2 separate regions of the Pan troglodytes genome follow, and region 1 is linked to region 2. A link is a contact called in public Hi-C data. All regions are on one chromosome and are shown on one strand. The core of a region is the stretch at or near the end of the contact, and the rest is flanking DNA. Distances in the headings are between cores, read along the strand shown. Region 1 holds the start of ZNF706 (zinc finger protein 706). Region 2 has its middle 66 kb from the start of ZNF706.

The links. A called contact is a pair of places that touch in the nucleus more often than the background predicts.
Region 1: a contact with region 2 is called in a Hi-C map of blood, with 2.9 times the contacts expected there. The contact joins the promoter of ZNF706 here to the enhancer-like site in region 2. A contact is called at or near these places in 2 of 7 Hi-C or Micro-C datasets (blood and stem cell-derived neural progenitor cells).

Annotation. Positions count from the first base shown.
Region 1 is chr7:111,443,263-111,445,962 of NHGRI_mPanTro3-v2.0_pri, forward strand. It overlaps ZNF706 (zinc finger protein 706), which reads right to left and starts at 1,278. Exons shown (of 4, transcript NM_001252527.2): 1 at 981-1,278.
Region 2 is chr7:111,377,539-111,380,238 of NHGRI_mPanTro3-v2.0_pri, forward strand. No RefSeq gene overlaps it. Among named protein-coding and RNA genes, the nearest start is that of ZNF706, 66 kb to the right of the region's middle. Within about 2 kb of position 1,368, at least 7 of the 24 cell types and tissues checked have an H3K27ac peak or open chromatin away from gene starts, as enhancers often do.

The sequences.
Region 1 (2,700 bases), core at 28-2,527, 66 kb after region 2:
ACTTCTGACAACACGCCCCATCGATTTCCTTTCTGAAAGCAGAAATTCAAACGAACCAACCACCTGCTTTTGGACAGCTCAACTTAGGACTTGCTCTCAAGCCAACACAATTTTCTACAAAATCGTAGGCAGCTACAACCGCTCCTTGATTAAATGCGACAAACTGGAGGGAAAAAGTCACTTACAAATACCTACATGCTGGTTTTTAATGCAACTCTCAGTGTGGTTTTCCGAGGGGGCTGCAAAGAGGGAAGTAGTGGAAGAAACGAGTTCTAAAATGAGGCGCTCTCGTAGGAGGCAACAAGTAAGCTCTGCCCCAAAGCTCCTTTTAAAACCAACACAAATGAGTAACAGAAGAAAAGGATTTTGGGTCCAGGAAGTAGGCTCATTCTCCATAACCATCGGAAAGGAAGAGGCCCAGGCAGCGCTCCACATCCTGACCCTAGCTTTTAACACCATCGTTTTGGGGAGAGGAGAGGAGGAACGCACCCAGAGTGAGGTCTCCACCCAACACTTCTCCGACCCCAGCTTCAGCCTGGCGCACCTTCCTTCCCAAACCCGCCTCTCCCGCCTCGGAGACCCCCTCCTCCTCCCTGCCACCAAAGGCCACGCAGCCCCCATCTAGCCAGTCCTCACGGACCCTGGACCAAGACGCGCCTCCTGGAGGCCGAGACTGCCCGAAACCCGGCCCCTGCGTCCACCGGGAGCGCCACACTCTGGCAGCCGACCGGCGGTTGTCGCCGGGGGTAAGGTTACCGCTCCGCTTCCGCGGCTGGCCTGCGACCCGGCCACCTGCAGGGCCTGGCAGGCGCCCGAACTCACCCCCTTTCCGCGGCCCGCCCCGGGCCGGGCCCTGCCGCCCCCCGCGACCCCTCGCGACCCGCGGCGAGTCCCACGGTCCCCACCGCCCCCCGCTGGCCGGCCCCCGCCCCGTTTCCCGGGCGTCCCGCGGCGTCAGCACCGCCCCCGCTGCCGCTCACCCGGGCCGGGACAGTCTTGCGTCGGAGAGACAGTGCAGCGCGAGAGGGCCGGGAGAGGACGCCGGAGGGAAAGGAAGGGGGAGCGCGGCCAGCACCGCTTGGGCCTCCTCCACCCGCTCAGGAGGGGAAACACGAGAGCCGGGAGCACAACAACCTCGCACGCCCGCCGCCGCCGCGCGCCCGCCGCCGCCTCAGCCTTAGGGGAGGCCACTACGCCTCGTGCCCGCGCACGCCGCGCCGCTCTCCTCGGCGCCCCCGCCCCGCCTGCTCCTCGCAGCCCCGCCCATGTGCCTTTCTGCGGCTGCCTCCTTCTGGCCCCCACCCCGCTCGCACGCCTGCGCCCTGGCTGGTCGCGCGGGCCAATGGCAGCGCGCCCCTATTACATAAGCGCGAGGGGGCGGGTCCTGGCTGACACAAACTTCAGGGGACGTCGCCTTCTGTCCCCAGGCGCCCCTCCTCTGCGGCGCGCTCGGTCCGGGCGGCTTCTTCACCCAGCCCTGGGAGCCACGTGATCCCGGTCCTGGTTGGTGACCGGGCCGCGGCGTGTTTCACAAGTCGCTCGCTCGCTCATCCACTCGGGCGGCGGCCGGGCCTCAGGCGCTGCGCCCCTTTTCCCGCTCCTCCCAGGCTGACGCGCCCGTCTCGGCGCCGCCCTCCTCGGCACCGACTGAGGCGCTGGCCCGGGAGCGGATCGCGGGGCCGCGGTGGCTGAGTCACATTCCCGGAGCCCCGCCACCCAGGACACCGCGGCCCCGGCCCCCAGCGAGCCCGGCGGCCCAGCGGCTCTGAACGCGGACGCACAGCCTTTGTTCTTTCACAGCCGCCCTTTACCTCACTCCCTTGGAAACCCCAGGTGTTTTACCAAGCTGGGGGCTTTTAGTGAGTTCAAGATTCAAGCCTAAGTCGTATTAAAAATTGCTGGCTAGGCCGGGCGCGGTGGCTCACGCCTGTAATCTCAGCGCTTTGGGAGCCCAAGGCAGGAGGATCACTTGAGCCCAGGAGTTCCAGACCAGCCTGAGTACATAGCGAGACCCACGTCTCCACAAAAATAAAATAAAATAAAATAAATAGTGGAGCATGGTGGCCCGCGCCTGTAGTCCCAGCTACTCGGGAGGCTGAGGTGGGAGAATCGCTTGAGGCCAGGAGGTGAAGGTTGCGGTAAGCCGAGATCGCGCCATTGCACTCCATCCTGGGCGACTGAGTGAGACCCTGCCTAAAAAAACAAAACAAAAAAAGAAAAAAAAATTGCTGGCCAGGCTTCCCAGAGGGGTTTAGTTTGACTGCTAACAATATACGGTACTGAGTTGCTAATCCTTCGGGGAATGGTTAAAGTTCTTTGCGCGCGCTCTCTCTCCATTTACAGGCAGTGGCAGCAAACTTTCAATATCTGACAAGAGCAATGGCGATTATAACCATGATTAAAATTGCTGAATATCTGGAAACAGTACTTTAGACATCAGCTTTATGGTGCATACTTACCCCCGACCCCCGCCACATTCGTTTCTAATTAGAACTACTAGTGACAAAGGAGGAAAAAAAAAAGGGTTTGCATTGGCTGTTCTCACCTTGCCTGTAGTGCCGTTTCCCAAGTTTGCGTGGCAGTGCCCAGGAAATGTTGGCTGAATATTAGTATATCCCAAATGACTTGGACTGGGCTATAGATACCACAGAATTGTTTAAACTAGCCAGGAAGGAGTTAGCTGCCTATTGCATTTGAGTG
Region 2 (2,700 bases), core at 118-2,617:
ACTGCAAGCGTGTAGCACCACGCCTGGCTAATTTTTGTATTTTTAGTTGAGACGGGGTTTCACCATGCTGGCCAGGCTGGTCTCAAACTCCTGACCTCAAGTGACCTGCCCACCTTGGTCTCACAAAGTACTGGGATTACAGACGTGAACCACCATGCCCAGTCAAAACTGGCTGTTTCTAATAAAGTGAAGCATACACTTACAGGGAAAGCATTCTACTCCTAGGAATATACACAAGATAAATGAACACATACATCCAGAGGAGGCTTTGCACAAGAATGGTCATAGCAGCCTGATTCAAAATAGTAAAAAACTGGAGGCCGGGCGCAGTGGCTCATGCCTGTAATCCCAGCACTTTGAGAGGCCGAGGCGGGCGGATCACAAGGTCAGGAGATCGAGACCATCCTGGCTAACATGGTGAAACCTCGTCTCTACTAAAAATACAAAAAATTAGCCGGGTGTGGTGGCGGGCGCCTGTAGTCCCAGCTACTTGGGAGAGTGAGGCAGGAGAATGGCATGAACCCAGGAGGCGGAGCTTGCAGTGAGCCAAGATCGCACCACTGCACTCCAGCCTGGGCGACAGACAGACTCTGTCTCAAAAACAAACAAACAAGCAAGCAAGCAAACAAACAAACAACTGGAAATAACCCAAGCATTCATCAATAAGGAAATAAATGAACTGTGGTCTGTTTATAAGTGAAATATTGCTGACCATATTTAAGAATGACCACATTTAAGAATGACTTAAGTGATACACACAATCACATGGGCGAATTTCACAGGCAATATGTTGGCCAAACACAGCCACACAGAAAAAGGACATCTTGTGTGATTCTATTTCTATGAAATTCCAGAATAGACGAAGTTAACCCGGCTGTGCCTAGTGACCCCTTTCCAGTGCTACCTGCGGGCTGAGAATGACGCACACAGCTTTTTTGATACCCGGAAGTGAGACAAACTCATAAGATGGGGTAAGGATTTGCATTCACAAATGGTGGAGGGGTCAGTGCGGATACTGCTGGTGGAAAGAATGTCTATAGCCTCAGTAATTTTGGGAAGCTATGTGCAAGGCAGCCCGGGCCAATAAAGGTTTGTGGAACAGCTGGAAAAACACAGAGCTTTCAAAGAACACCAAGGAGGATGCTGCGGCTTCACGCAGAAATCAGATCTGGAAATGTAATGCACACGAAGAGTATGACCCCAGCAGTGACCGTTGCTGTGGCAGGTGGCTTCCTGCCCAGCTGGAGGGAGGAGGGTTGCTGGGGGGAAGTGTGGTAAATCTTTTCCTGTGCTGCGGGCCCTTGTCCTCCAGGCGGCACGGGCCTGGGGTGTTCCTCCCTCTAGTGGTAAGCAAAGCTCCTTCGGGGGCCCTTTTTCGCTTCGTCTGAAACTATGCAAAGAGGGAACAAAACAGGAAGAGGCCTATCAGGTGTCTACGTAAGAACCAACCAAAAGATCAAGACTCCTTCCCACTCCAAGCTGCTGGCGGTAGTGCACAGAATGGCAAAGGCCCTCTGTGATCCTCTAGCGGCAGTGTCTCCCCAGCTTGCCCGTCGGCCCTCCATGGTGCTGCAGCAGTGGCTTTAGCCAGTTGGGAAACCCAGAGATCCAAATTAACTGCTCAGTGTGCAACCAGAGTCTTGTGAAACCTACAGTAAGCTGAATTCAGAAAATGTGCGATGACAAGGCCACAGAGACAGAGCGAAGGGAACAGACTCCTTGGGGACACGGATATGCTCCACAGGGGCCATTTGCTTCCACTGGGAATTATGTTAATCCTGTGCGGGTATTTACTGTGGCTTCTCTCCTCAAATGCACTTCCCTCCAACTGATCAAAAAGTCCCCACTTTCTGGAGGGTTGGGAATGTGGTTTATTGTTCTCAATAATATCCAGTTTTGGATGTGAGGGCGATCTGGCTGAGACATCTGTCACCCCATTGATTGCCAGGGTTGATTCAGCTGCTCTGGCTGGCTAGGCGGGTGTCTCCTTCCTCCCTTGCTGCTCCATGTGCACCCTCCCGAAGCCGCATGCTCAGTGGAAGAGGACGACCATCTCCGATAGAGGACGACTGGCCTTCGGTTAAGGGTATAGAGTAGCTGCGCTCCCCTGCTAGAACCTCCAAACAAGCTCTTGATAATATCCAGTCTTAAAGAAGGATCTGTTACATGTGCTTCAGAACAAGTGGATAAGTACAATTGAAGATTCCATGTATAATTTCAATCATCTTTTAGTTAAAAAAAAATTTAACTGAAAGCATTTCCATAAGAGCTACTCCAACCTGGAGATCACCAAGTAAAACGGAGGAGAAGGGCCAAAAGTTTGAGAAAATGGGTTTCAGTTTGAGCCGAAATACTAAGTAAAGTCCTACCTAAAGCTGACTTTATCCCCAAGTGAAATGGAGAGAAATCAAGAGGGTAACATATGAGATCAGTCAACCGTGGGCATGACAGGGAGTCAGTGAATAAGCAGTTTTAGAGAATCAACAGCCTGCAATTCCATCAAGATAGTTGAGAGAGACCCAGGAATCATCCTAGCAAAGCGACAGCCTCCGTCACTTGCAGTGGCTAAAAGATGCGAAGACAAGACACCATCAAGCCCAAATCTTATTGGTTACAAAAATGGCTGAATCTAATAATGCTGACAATACATTATATCAACCGAGGTGAAGTCTAAGTAGTTTTACTTTATTTAGATGATGT